3 separate regions of the Mus musculus genome follow, and all the other regions are linked to region 2. A link is a contact called in public Hi-C data. All regions are on one chromosome and are shown on one strand. Each heading gives the region's core, a stretch centred on a gene start, on an enhancer-like site or on the middle of the called end of the contact. The rest is flanking DNA. Distances are from core to core; before and after follow the strand shown.

Region 1 (4,462 bases), core at 838-3,337, 630 kb after region 2:
CTGCCTCTGCCTCTGCCTCTGTCTCTGTCTCTGTCTCTGTCTTTGTCTTGCCTCTCTGACTCTGCTCCCCACCCTGCCCTGTGTCTGCCACCCACCATGACACACATGTGGAGGTCAGAGGACAACTTTGAGAAGTTGGAACCCTCTGCTCACCTTTAGTGGGTTCCAGGGATTCAACTGGACCATCATGTGTTTCCAACAGGAACCTTTATCCCCAGAGCCATCTTACCCACTCAGCCCTTAGAGTTTTTCTGAAACAAGGTATCACTATAGAGCTAAAGGTGGTCTACAAGCCCCGGTGTAGCCCAAGCTGACCTTGAACTTGTGAGTCTCTTGCTTCTACCTCCCAAGTGCTGGGATGACAAAGGTGCACCAGGATGCTCAGCTAACAAATGACTTTTGTGACCTAGCTGTGTCTACCACTGATTGTCACCCCAATTCAATGAATTTGTTTTCTCATGAAGCCAATGAGGCGAGAGAGAAGTTGTTATTGGGCCACTCGACTGGCCTGTTTTGGCCTATCCTGTATACCAGGAGTGACACAGACCTCCAAGGGCCCTGCTGGGAGAGGAGGGAGGAGGTGGAGATGGAACCCACCCGTGGCCTTGTGCATGGGAGGCAGGTGATGTACTAGAGAGCTGCACCCCATATACTCCAGTGATTATTAAAATGTTGTTCAGGGCCATTTCCAGAGTATAACTTGTGGCCCCCTCTCTGTTCAGAGTCAATTCAGAGTCCCCCCACAAGTGTATGCCTATCACTTGCTGGCCGGAGAGTCCCAGAGTCTGAGCACCCGCTTGCTTCCTCCAGTTTGGTTTGGTGCTGTGTGCCAGGAGAGCTGAGCTCAGCCACACATAAGACTCCCGTGAGGGTTTGAGAACACTCGTGGGATTTTCAGATGGTTCACTGAGCTCTGCCTCATCAGGATTCTAAGTAAAAAGGGGACACGGGCTATGGAGAAGAGTGTGGGGTCCACAGCTTTGTTCTTTCTCTTCTCATGCACTCCTCAACGTCTACCTCTGCTGCTTTGTGTTTGCTTCCTGGCTTATTCTTTCTACGTCTCTGAGACTCAGTTTCTACCTCTGTGGAATGAAGCCAGCTATTCTTAGCCCATAGGATTCTGGGAGAAAAGCAAGCTCCAGAACCTATTACCCAGCACCTAGCACTGAGCACCCAGCACTCAGTACCCAGCACTCAGCACCCAGCACCTAGCACCCCAGGTGACTAATACATTATTTTCAGGTGACTGTCTCTTTTCTTTCTTGTCTGTTCTTGATACCTGGCTGTTTTTGTGAGTTACTGGCACCAGCAGAGGCCCCAGTGAGTCTGGGAGCTAGAGTGGAGTCTTTAAAATTCATTACCAGGTTTATAGGCAGTGCCCTCGTGAACATGTGTGTGTGTGTGTGTGTGTGTGTGTGTGTGTGTGTGTGAGAGAGAGAGAGAGAGAGAGAGAGAGAGAGAGAGAGTGAAAGTGTGTGTGACTGGATGTGTGAATTTGTGTGTGTATGTTTTTAAGTGTGTATATATGTGTGAATGTGTGTGTGTATGTTTTTAAGTGTGTATATATGTGTGAATGTGTGTCTGAGTGTGAATGTGTGACAGTATGTGTGAACATGTGTTAGTATGTGTGTGTGAATGTGTGTGAGAGTGTGTGAGTGCATGTGTGAGTGTATGAGAGTGTATGTGAATTGTGTGAGCATGTGAATTTGTTAGTGTGTGAGCATGTGTGTTAGTGTGTGTGAATGTATGTGTGTAAGTTAGTGTGTATGTGTGTGAGTGTGTGAGTATGTGTGTGTGTTTGTGTGAGAGTGTGTGTGAATGTGTATGTGTGAGTTAGTGTCTATCTATGTGTGTGTGAGAGTGTGTGTGAGTGTTTGTGTGATTGTGTGAGAGTGTGTGTGTGTATGTGAGCCAGTGTGTGTGTTGGTCATTTTACTGGCTTGTTTCCTGAGGACACTTCTTTAGGGTCCACAGATGGCAAGGAAAGCGATTGCGGTGGACAGAGGAAGGAGCTGGTCAGAGGCTCTCTCCCTTGCAGCAAGAGCAGAAGCAGGAGCCCGCTTCCACCAGGGCAGTGACTCACCCTGTATTAATTGTGCTGCAATTATCCCGAGCTTCCTCTCTTGTCTGGTTCCTTTTGACCTGCGCAGCTGTCTAATAGAGATGGCTGTTGTGATTTCTTAGTTAATGTGGTTCATTATTTCCAGCACTGCCTTCAGTGGCTGGAATGTCTTTCTCCCTCAGCTCTGACTTGGAGAGTTTCATGAGCTGTGTCTTCAGCTGGGCCTCTGGTGCTGCCTGCATTGTCTGTGGGAGAAATTTCATTTGCAAATCAGAAGGAGTTCACAGAGTGTGTCGCGGTGTTGCTTCATGAGACTCCGTTTTCATCTTCCGGAGCCTCTCCCCAGTCACCTCCACGTGCCTTGGTTGAGGAAGAAAAAGCCCCTGTGTCCCAGGCCTCCGTGAGAGCCAGATGAGCAGTAGGCAGGCATTTGTTTGCGTCTTAGTGCTGCTAATTATCTGCAGAGGGCCGCAGAGCAAAAGCGTCTCTTCTCTTGGCAACTCGCCTCATGCTGGGTCAGGCCACAGAGACCCAGACGTTGGGAGCCCTCGAAGCTTCTGATGTCAAATGTCTTTATGAAATTACAAAAATCACACCAGCTCACCTGAAACTTTCTATTCTCTTTAAAACCCAACACAGCCTTGGATGGCTTAGGGAAATTGTAAAGCTTTGGAAGCTGAGGTCAACTGGTCTAGAGCTCTAAATTCTTGGCCAGTAACTATTCCGCTGAGACACTGGCCTGGGAGATGGGGTCATTAAGAAGGAGAATAAAAGCTCTTTTATCTTGGAGTTCTTTTTCCAGGATGGTCACCGGCATAGATGTAGAGAAAACACCAGGATTCTCAGAAACAAAGGCACAAGTGGTGGTCAGTGGAGGACCCAAGGAGGGAGGACTGCCGGTGCTCCACGATGGTCCAACAGGGTCATCCCTCAATGCTTAGGGTGGGCCATTTCTTCCAGGATGAACTTAAAGGTCAGCTATTCCTTTCCTTTCTCCTTGCTGTGATAATGAAAAACCTTGACTCAAAGAAGGAAGACTTTACTTCAACCTCACAGTTTGAGGGTACAGTCCAGCGTGGCGGGGGAGCCTCAGCAGCAGGACCCTGAGGTAGCTGGTCTCACTGCAGCCCTAGTGAGGAAGCTGAGACATCTCATGCCTGGTGCTCAGACCCTTCCTCACAGAATGATGCCACCCATGTTTTAGGGTGAGTCTTCCCGCTTTAATTAACTCAAGCTAGAGACGCCCTCACAGATATATGCCCACAGGCTTGTCTTCCACTTGATGCTAGAGCTCTCAAGTTGACAACCAGTGTCAACTGCTAGAGTTGGGGACACACAGAGGCTGACTCATAGGAACTCTCAATCCATTCTTCCTCTTGTGTGTTGCTTCTTCAGAGGAGTAGGGAGTCTGTTCTCCTCCCTAATTCGTTTGAGCTACTGCCCACCTAGGTGGCTCCTGTCAGCTCCTCCTCCAGACCAGGGAGAATTGTGTTTCTCTGACAGAGAAATAATGAGAGCTGGCTGCTGACTATTCCTACTGGCAAGGCTTCAGGAAGCCAAAGGGGGGGGGGAAAGCCCTTGCATGTTGGTCATTTCCAATCTGAGCTTGTGCCTTGTGCTCCAGATTAAGACAACTGTCAGGAGAGAGCAGAGGTCAGTTGCGGGTCTCTCACCATGGTGCTGTCAATCTGGGTAGCACCTATACTAAGCCAGGTCCTTATGGGGGAGGGGTTGTATAATGGCTTTTTACCTATTACTTGGGTTTTGAAGACTGGGGGTACCCTTTCGTCTATGGACAGGCATACCCAGGAAGCCTTGAATGTAGTCTTTGTAGCCTAGGGTCCACACTGCCAAGTGTCTCTTAAGCTTACTAACAAGGGGGAGCTAGAGGGAAGTCAGACTCGTGTCCTTCATTGGGTCTTAAGAAACGAACAAATAAAAGTTGTTTGAGGTACCCTTCCCCATGGAGTTGTTAAAAAGATAAATAAATATACAAACTCCAAGATACCCAGTGTAGCTGACACAGATGTTTAGAACTTAGCTTGTCTTTTTAGTTCTTATTTATATATGTGTGGGGGTGTGGAGGAAGGAATGATCACATGAGTGTAGTGCCTTATGAATCCAGAAGACTCATAAGCTGGAGCTACAGGTGACTGTGAGACAGGGACTTGAGGTCTATAGGGGACAAGTAGGAGGTCTTCGCCACTGAGCCATTTCTCCAGCACTAAGACCACTAAGATTCCCTATGCTGTGTCATGACATCCATGTGAGGTTGCAAAGCTGAATGGGGGAAGGGGTGGTTATGAGAAATTTAGCAATGGTAAAAGGTTTCTAAATAGGCAACAACTAAAAATGCATTATGAATCCAAGGTGTCCTGGCAGGGCTCACCTAGGCTGCCA
Region 2 (4,731 bases), core at 1,904-4,403:
GGTCCAATAGGATCGTTAAGTATAAAAGCACTTGGAGAGCTGCATTAAGTCTTAGTCGGCAAGTTCGCTGTGTACAGACCGTAATCCTATAATTAAAGAATTTAAAGGTTAAAGTATCTCAAGGTCAGAAGATCCTTGAAAATCCTAAAAACTGTAAACCATCTTCCTCAGGGCTCCAGGGGCCGAGCTGCCAGAGCTTACACAAAGGAAGGAGGCGCTCAGTCTTCCATTGCCTTCGCAGACGTGGCCTTCGTGTTTGGGTTGCTTTTGTATGTCAGTACATTTTGTTTTGTAAAAGACATCTTAGAAATTAATCTGTGGGAACAGAAAGCAAGCTTTCTCCTTGACCTTGTGGGAGTAGAGGCAGAATTAAAGGTAGAGAAATTATGATATTATATACTTTATGCCTTTTTATCGTATGCATTTTATTACTCTTTAGAATTGTCTTTGCGCCAAGTTTTCATCTGGAGTTCAAAATACACATGCAGTGTCTTTGGCTTTCTTTCCTATTCTTTCTCTAGTTTCTAATAATTGACTTCCCTGAAACCTTCAGAAGTTAGTGTTGTAACTAGAGGCAGAAAAGGAGTCTGTAGTTTTTCCCTAAAAATTGTCATTAACATGAGCAGAGTTCATGCTAGCATGCCTAAGCCAACAACCAAATAGCCCGGTAGTTTAAAAGCTACCGAATTTCCCTCCCATCTGTTGAGAATTTGTTCTGAAACAGAAACAACATGACTTGAGCCCGGTTCCGACAGTAAAGCACATATTTCAAGGGAAAATTGGGAAGCTACGTAAGAGAACTTATAAGCTGGTAATGTTTGGCTGCTTCGTTGAATTTAGCTTTAGATGTGAAACTTCTCAACCATTTGCTGCCGTTGGTTTGGGTGTGGGCTACTGGGAGCTAAACCTAGGGCCTCACAGGTGGGAGACAAGCACTTAGCGAGGGATCGATAGCCTCAACCCCAAATTTGCATCTTTTCATATTGATTATAGCCTTAGTGATTGTAATCCTGTGGTAAGCAGAATTGAGGGGTGGTCATTAGGAGAGTGTGTGAAAATACAGAGAAGCATCCAGCCCAGCATGATGGCTGCAGACGGGCTTGAGAGAAGTGCCTTGTGGGAACTGGCGTCCAGACTGAGCCTTGAGAAGGGGTTTGAGAGATGAACATAGTCAGCTGAATGACCAGGATAAACTGCAGGACAGGTTGGAAGGTTAGCAGGGCCCACTGGGGCAATGAGAGTTTGGAGCTGGTTAAAATATTCTGGGCACAAAATACAAAGTTGGTCTCCTGCCTTTGTTGCATGTTGGGATCTGGGTATCTTTAAACATCCCTGACACCAGATGGTCTTCTGCGCACACACGTGTGACTGTATTGGTGTAGGTGTGATTTGTACATTGTTGTGATGGCTTTTTTAGGGCAGCTCCTCAAGTGATTCTCTATACTTGTGAATTTGGAACCGAGTAGCTGATGTAGGAAGCTAAGACAGAGAGCTAGGCAAAGCCCCAGCCCCGTTTGGATTAGAAGCTTGTGCTGGGTCACTTGGTAGCTTTGCACCTAAAACAGGGAAGTTCTTTTTTCTGTGTGAATTTGAGTTTAATTTTAATTTCTTTTTGCTTTTAAAACCCTAAAATGATTTTAAATAAAAATTTTAATTACAAAAAAACCCTGTTATCTTATAATTACATTGTATGAAATTTCCTTAAAATTAATTTCCTTATGGTATATTTAGGTTTTATGATAATCTTTAGTTGGAGGAAACAAAGAAGATATGCATATATAATTTTTCTCTCTAGGTGGCAAAGTGAATATTTTAAATTCTCAGTTGAGCTTTGGATAAAACAAAGGCAAGCTGTGAGTTCTTAGCTAGTACTGACTGTGGCTTTGACCTGGAACCCAGAGTCAGTGCACTATAGTGTCTTCATGTGAACACTGCATTTTAAAAGCTGCTATTTCAAATGCATCGGGCCAGGCTTACATTTTCTTAAAGGAAACACAGGACTCTCTGTATATGTACATATGCTTGTGCTATTTCTGGATTCAGGACAAATAATGTATACTATACACAGGTGCATGCATGAGAACACATACAGTGCACACACTTTTTTTCTACTCTGTGAAGTCTTGAAAGATGGATTGTAACTTAATTTTGTAAAAGAATTGTAAAGAAATTGCTAGTAATCTCTAATCAGAGAAACAGAAGTACGGATGTGATGGATAAATGGGATTCCGTTATGGCCAACATCTTCATTGATCTTAACAGAATTGCTCTTTGCCTCCTGTGTCTGTTTTCTCTTGGCAGAAAGCCGAGTGAATTTGGAATAGAAAGAAAGGGAAAATCCACTTGGTTCCAAATGATGATGCTGTGCACCGGCGTGGGGAACGTTACCTACAAGCCAGCAGCAGAATTGCTGGATGCTTGCTTGCTTCTTCTTTAGGGAACAACTGAAAGTCCTCTGTGTAGCCAGGTCAGAACATCTTTAACTTTACACTACCCAGAGCTTAGGATAGCAATTTAAATCATCAGATTCTCAATCTTTTCAACACTGTAGCCCTTCAATACAGTTCTCCATGCAGTGGTTTTCGATGATATTTCATATCTGTAATTACTGTATTGAATCGTCATGTAAATATCTGTGTTTTCCATTGGTCTTAGGAGACCCCTGTGAAAGGGTCCCCAAATGTGTCTTACCACGAAAGTTGAGAAATCATTGACAGAGTAGTTAAAATTTTAAACTGAAAAATTTTAAACTATTTCTGAGTAGAATTTAGTCCACAATACTCAGGTTGGAAAGAAATAGTATCATGTGTCTTAAACAAATGCTGTTTTTAGTTTGATAACACATTAATAATTTTCCTAATTTGGAAACATACTATATTCATTTAAGTGTTTTCCTTACTTTGTTGTCATAGAGATATTTTCTAGAAAGTCTTATCATTTCCAAGAATTCTTTATCTTTAAACTGACCGCTTTTGAGTTGTTTGTTATACCCTGAGGTAGATCCTACAGAAGTATGTAGAAAGTCAGAAAGACACACTTGGGGGTGTGGGGATCATTGCTAGTATATTTCCTACCTGAAAGGGTTTCCTGTCTTCTGGCAGTGTTCAGAAACTGTCAGAAAGCAAAGCCGGGCTTTCTGACTGAAGTGAAGTGGGAAGTGGCCATAGATGGCAGTGTGGCTCACACTGATGTTAAAATACACCGTGGTGTGGCATTTTCATAGAGAAATTTCCAAGACCAAATCCATCCAAGGATATTCTCTTTGCATTAAAAGTTGACTTTTCTCCCTGAGCAGTTTATAAATATAGCATAGTCAGAAGTGTGCCCTGCATCTCAGAGCATCTTCCTGAGCACAAGGCTGCTAGAAGCTGGCTGCCTGGTGCTCTGGATGGGGTCTTTGGAAACTGGATTTGCTTTTCACACTGTCTCTGCAAAACCTCTTTCCATAGGTAACATCTCAAATTCTGAACTAAAGTGTAGCGTCCTTCTGCATCCTCCTTACCCAGCCAGCAAATCAAGACATTTTGTCTTTTCCAGTTCTGTCATGAATGGGGCCCGGCAACTGTTACAGGCAAGTGGCAAGAGGTGCCAATCATAGGTGGGAGAATTGAGGAACACAGTAGGACTCTGTGCAGGGGCCTTAGAGAAGAGGATAGCGTTCATAGAGTGAGCATGCCATAACCCCAGCCTGGGGTGCCGGTGTGTCGGTGTATGTTTGGCAGCCTGCCTGCTCTTGCTCTAGCTCATGTTTCCTGGGCCTCATGGGATCCATGCAGCTTTAAGAATTTTCTCCAAGTATGGATGGGTGTTGTCATTAGGTACAAATTTGCCTAAAGAATTTTATCAGTTCTCAAAAAAAAAAAAAAAGGTATAAAGACTCAGTCTCCCTCAGCACCACTGTCACGTGCAGATGGACAGTCAGACCTACCTGGTGGGGAAGGCTAGCTCAGCTGTTGGCTTGTACTCTGTCCTGTAAACTGGATATTGAATGCATTCCTGCCTGGGTGCCTAATGCTTTGGTAGGTCTAGGATGGTTCTCTTTCAGGGCAGAAAGAGGCATGATCGATTGATCTCTCTCTCTCTCTCTCTCTCTCTCTCTCTCACCTGTAGTAATAGACATTCTCTTGAGTTTAGCTCCTCAACCTCAGGCCTGTTGAGACTTTGAGTCGACCGTTCTTTCTGGAGGGCGGTGCTGTGCTGTGCCGTGTGCAGTGTTTACCAATACCCAAGTCTCTGCCAGCAGGCAACCTTTGCCTGCAGTTGTGACCAGCAGAAGAAGGACCGTGGATATTCCGGATGTTTCTTAGTGGGCTTTAAAGTATGAAGTCCTCCCTCTCTGTAGCATCTATCTATGACTCTCTTAGAGCCAGGCTATAGAGTTGAAAGATAACCCTTAACCAGCCTGTGTTTATTTCATACAAGCCGTGAGCCACGAGAGGCAGTGTGACACTGTGGACGGACACTGGCGTTCTGGCTGTGAATCAGCTGAGTGCTGCTGGGCACTTCACTGTCCCTCTGTGTCTTCAGCTCAGATGCAGGGCCAATCTCCATGCTCTGTAAGGGCAGCGAGCTCCATGCCTAACAGTGCCGACAGTGGAGTGCTTGGTCTTTCAAGGTTGCTGGTAGTTTTCCTGTAGCTTTGGCACTGCTCTGCATTCGTTTAGATAATTAGTATGCTTTGGAACCTTTGGCTCAACTTAATCTATTAATCTCATATTGATATGTCTCCAT
Region 3 (4,709 bases), core at 1,172-3,671, 730 kb after region 2:
TTCTTATGCCTGACTTCCTCTTCTAAGAGACAGGAATTCCTATTGTCCGGGAAACGCTGTCCCTTCAGAATGAATGTGAGTGAGTTCCAGCTGAAAGTACCCATGACATGTATTTGAACTAAAGTCACCAGTGAAATTGGGCCGGGTGGTGGTGGCGCATGCCTTTAATCCCAGCACTTGGGAGGCAGAGACAGGTGGATTTCTGAGTTCGAGGCCAGCCTGGTCTACAAAGTGAGTTCCAGGACAGCCAAGACTATACAGAGAAACCCTGTCTCGAAAAACCAAAAAAAAAAAAAAAAAAAAAAAAAAGAAATTGGGGGGGGGGGGACACACAGGGCTAGTGAGATGGCTCAGCAGGTAAAAGCACTCCCTGCCACGTTCAAGCTGAGCTGACCTGAGTTCAATCCTTGGGACCTGCATGATAGAAGGAGAGGACCAACTTTAACTCCTGTGCACTGCTCTCTGACCCACACATAGACGCATGCTGTGGCATAGGATGGGCCCCAAATTGTGTGTTTGTGTGTGTGTGTGTGTGTGTGTGTGTGTGTGTGTGTGTGTGTGTGTGAGAGAGAGAGAGAGAGAGAGAGAGAGAGAGAGAGAGAGAGAGACAGACTAGGGCAAACATTAATTAGTGTTATCAAGTGTGAACTATGGTGAGAATAAGTAGAAGGGAGAATAATGGAATTTTAAAAATCAGAATATAAATGCAATGGTATTTGTGATTTAAAAAGCTGCAAACTTGGTTCTGCACTCCCGGAAGTCAAATCAAAACGAGAAACTCTCAGGTCACGTGTGGTGTGCGTGTTACTGTTACGGCATAGGTGATCCAGCTAACTTCATTTCCTGAAGAGTCAGTATGGAGGGATTTATCAATCCCTCCTCCTATAGCCACGGGTATACAGGCAGCACAGAGCAGACTCGAGAGGTTTTTGAAAAGGAGGAGAGGGAGAGGAGGGTGGGTTTGATCTCTAGCTGTAACATCTTTTTGAAATTTTGAAATACGAAAGCTCCCTTTTGTCATTCATGAGTGTGGGGCGAGTGTGAGCAGACCATGATGAGCTAATCACGCATTTGCCTTCTGATTATAGACGCGATGGGATGCACACTCTCGCCTTCCTCCTGCGGTGCCTCCCTGCCACGGTGGGTTGTACCTGCAAGCCGTGATCCAAACTAAATCCTTCCTTCCTTGGGTTGTATCATCAAGTAGTTTACCACAGCTCTGAGAAAAAGAAACAGCTGACACAATGAAACTAACACAATGAGCTGCTCTGCTTCTCTTCGTCCTCCCAGCCTTGGGTTTGCTTTCCGTAGGCGACTGTAGGTCCCCTCAAGTCAGTCCTGCGTTTGGTCTTCCTGTTCCCACTCAGCCCCCTTCCTTCTGGGCTCGGCTTAGAGTAATCTCATGCTCCTGTGGTCCCTCTCAGGATGGCACGTCTGTTAAAGAGTCACAACGACCCCACCTTGTGCCAGGTGCCACCCTCTGAATCACCAAGGGACTCAGAGGAAGAAGATGTCAGAAATCCAGAGATCCTGGGGTTTCCTCCAAGAGGAGTGGTATAGTAGGTGCCTCCCTCTACTGATACATACTTTCTGTGTGCACGCCAAGGCCAGCATGCTCCCAGGGCATTTGGGACACTGTGACGGGTGACAGCAGCAGAAGCCCTGGCCAACTTTCCTTAGGCTGTGCAGCAATAAAGACTGTTGCCACTCCCACTGCCTCCACTTGCTCCTGTTTCCTCCCACCACCATAGCAGACTAGCTCCAAAGCAGATTGTTAAGTAGGGGGAGGGAGGGCAAGGGGGAAGCTCCCCCCATTATGATCCAGTCTTGGAGACCACACAGCATCACTTCAATGTCTGATTCACGGGAAGCAACCACCTTGGAGAGGGAGAATTGGGCTTTCTCTCTTTGTGGGAACCCTGTTGAAGAATGTGTGAGCATGTTTCAAATACTGCAGGAGTGCAGTGTCTGCCCTTTGTTTGCAGGGAAGTCTTGTGGAGGGGATGGGCTTCCTAAGGTTCTACATTCATAGGCTGACATAATTTCATAAGAGGGGTGGAGATGCAATTAACTCTGAGTAGCTTCATGATAATCACAGGCTATCTTGTTACCTCCCTGCTTGTCTCCTGTGTGCTCGGTAATGGGTCTGTTTCCTGGCACTCAGGACGACAACAGGCATGCAATTGTGAGCAGAGGAGGTGGCGTCTTCATTGATGTCCTCCTTCTCCTCCAGGGTCTTTTCTGTAGTGTGGCTGTGAAGCCCATCCTTCTAACTCTGCCTCTTGAGTAGGTTCACTTCCAAGAAAACCTGGCTGACCAGTAAGAGTGCGGATCCCTACCTGCTCTCAGCCAGGTCTCCCAAGCATCAGGAGCCTCCTCCCCAGTGTTCAGGCTGAGGTTGGTTACCACCAGCCACAAATACATTTAAATCTCCAGCTGCTCCCTGGTACCATCTGTTTTCAGTTTGCCTCCCCTTTTCCCAGGTCACCCATGAAGATGTTTTCAAAAAGAAGCAAGTTAAAGTGAAACTAAACCTCTCATGTGGGCCACGCAGTTTCTCTCAACACCCTGTGTGCCCTGCTCCTTCTGGGTAGAACTTGAGACTTCATTCTTACCAGCTTTGAGAGATGGAGGCAGGTAATGAAAAGGAATGTGGCCGACTCAGCCGGGTCCATAAAGAGAGTCGCTTCCCCTGAGTGGCAGGTGATAACTGCTCTCATTTCTCACGTAATGCAATCAAAACAAGAAAATTATTAAGGTAAAATAAACAGAAGACACGAAGACTTTGTAAGACTTATAAGACAAAAGGAAAGGATTTAATAATACAGGGTTCTGTATTATTAAAACAAAAATCAATTGTTTATCATTTGCCCCTTTCTAGCCTGAAAAACTTGTGATATATATATATATATATATATATATATATATATATATATATATTTAATTTCTCGAAGCTCTATTGTGCAATGGTGCTCTGGTTAAACCGACACAGACTGTCTTCGGGAACCCATTAGTCTACAATTGCAGGAGAAACTAGTCCTTGTTTTTCAGTTCTGATAATTCACTGTATGTTAAATGTTAAGCATGCAATACCTGCTCCTAAGGGGCTGATGGAAGTCACCATAAAATCTGAACCTGCTATCCAGGAGCCTTGCACTATGTTTAAGTTTTACACTAAATTATCTATTTTCTGTGATACATATACTGTGTTCTCAGATATGAGAGTTCCCATAGGCCTGTGTGATTGTCTCTCTGCAAAGATGATCACAGAACACCCTTTCCTTGTGTCCTCTGAACTGTTGCAGTTGAGGGTTTTGCCAACTCAAGCCTGTTTTTCCAATCACCCTGCATCCTGGTGCCTCCTGCATTTCTTCTAGGCTCCAGATCTCATCTATGGAGTTGGTGTTTGAAAACATAAGGCAGAGAGGAGGGAGAAGTGATGTCATCTATAAAACGTTGGGCTTGCCAACAGGAAAACCCAAGCTTCATCTCCAGAATCCATGAAAAGAGAGCCAGAGCTGTTTTGTTGGCTTGTGTTTGTAATCCCGACACCACCGGAGATTACAGGCAGATCCTTGGGCTCACCAGCCAGCTAGCTTAGCCTGTTTGGTGAGCTTTAGGCCAGTGCGAGACTCTGACTCAAAAAACAAATCCAATGGTGACTGACATTTGAGGTATCCTCTGGCCATGTATATGTGTGCCTGAAGATACGTTTGCATGCATGAATACACAAACATACAGAAACTTGGGAGAGGTGGGGCATTGAACATCCGTTTTCTCCAAACTCAGTTGGTGGTTCCATTCGACTTGTATGCTTAGGGACCCTGAGTGGACACCTATGGGATGGTGACCCAGTAGACTATGACATTGTTCTTGAGCTGGTGTGAAAACTACCACTAATTTTTCTTCCAAATTTGTTGGGGAGTCCCTCAGAGGACACTGAGTAAGTGGCCCAGCCAAGCCCAGAGCCCAGGGCTCTGGATGGAGGAGCTGGTCTACCCCTGTGTCTAAGTCTGAATTGGTGACTAGACTTCAACTGAACCATTTCTGTGCTAGGGAGGGCCCAGCAGTCTTCCCAAGATTGCCTAGGAAAAACATGAGGAAATAAAAGAAGGAATCTAGAGAACTCGTCACCTCACACCTTTAAACGCAAGTGGAGTTAGGGACAGTGTGGTCATTGGTGCCACTAGAACAGGAAGGCCCTGACGATCCCTGGAAGATACTGCCTCAAGGTCCATTATCCTATAAGGCTGTGAGACGTGACTTCATTACCCCATGAGCAGTTTGTTCCCCTATGCCTGCTGGTCTGGACTTGTGACTTTGTGGACGTGCCCAGGAAGGAGGAAAGCTTTCAGAGCAGATAGATAGTAGTCTCCAGCAGATAAAACTGAGTAGCAGGCCACCCCAGGGCTTCGGTTCACTTGTACAGTTGTGAGAAATTGTTCTTTGTTATTGCCCACCACAGCAAAGCCGTCCTTAATGGTCAACTTTGTATAGTTCATCTTACAGGCTTAAAATGGAACTGTAAGGCCTTGTATGGTTGAGACATGGCTGCATCCACATCCTCACTGTGTAAAGGAAGGTGGTCTGCACTAAGTCCTGTCCAACAAATAAACTGCCTGTGCTGAGCTTCAGGCACTCCTGAAGCACACTGCCAGGTGACAGCAAGCTGGCACATGATCTCACAGCACTTCTTGGCCAGTTTGCTT

Evidence for each region. A called contact is a pair of places that touch in the nucleus more often than the background predicts.
Region 1: a Hi-C map of the N1E-115 cell line shows a contact between it and region 2, with 5 times the contacts expected there. The contact joins two enhancer-like sites. A contact is called at or near these places in 2 of 484 Hi-C or Micro-C datasets (the N1E-115 cell line and bone marrow-derived macrophages).
Region 3: a Hi-C map of the N1E-115 cell line shows a contact between it and region 2, with 6 times the contacts expected there. The contact joins two enhancer-like sites. A contact is called at or near these places in 1 of 15 datasets of contacts at CTCF or cohesin (pro-B cells), 2 of 484 Hi-C or Micro-C datasets (the N1E-115 cell line and bone marrow-derived macrophages) and 2 of 115 datasets of contacts at active chromatin or transcription factors (astrocytes and embryonic basal ganglia).

Annotation. Positions count from the first base shown.
Region 1 is chr19:55,967,929-55,972,390 of GRCm38.p6, forward strand. No RefSeq gene overlaps it. Among named protein-coding and RNA genes, the nearest start is that of Gm52391, 32 kb to the left of the region's middle. Within about 2 kb of position 2,088, at least 40 of the 459 cell types and tissues checked have an H3K27ac peak or open chromatin away from gene starts, as enhancers often do. A contact at or near this core is called in the N1E-115 cell line, where this site is marked.
Region 2 is chr19:55,338,413-55,343,143 of GRCm38.p6, forward strand. The region is part of intron 3 of Vti1a (vesicle transport through interaction with t-SNAREs 1A); the gene reads left to right. Among named protein-coding and RNA genes, the nearest start is that of Vti1a, 25 kb to the left of the region's middle. Within about 2 kb of position 3,154, at least 16 of the 459 cell types and tissues checked have an H3K27ac peak or open chromatin away from gene starts, as enhancers often do. A contact at or near this core is called in the N1E-115 cell line, where this site is marked.
Region 3 is chr19:56,069,505-56,074,213 of GRCm38.p6, forward strand. No RefSeq gene overlaps it. Among named protein-coding and RNA genes, the nearest start is that of Gm4470, 6.1 kb to the right of the region's middle. Within about 2 kb of position 2,422, at least 4 of the 459 cell types and tissues checked have an H3K27ac peak or open chromatin away from gene starts, as enhancers often do. A contact at or near this core is called in the N1E-115 cell line, where this site is marked.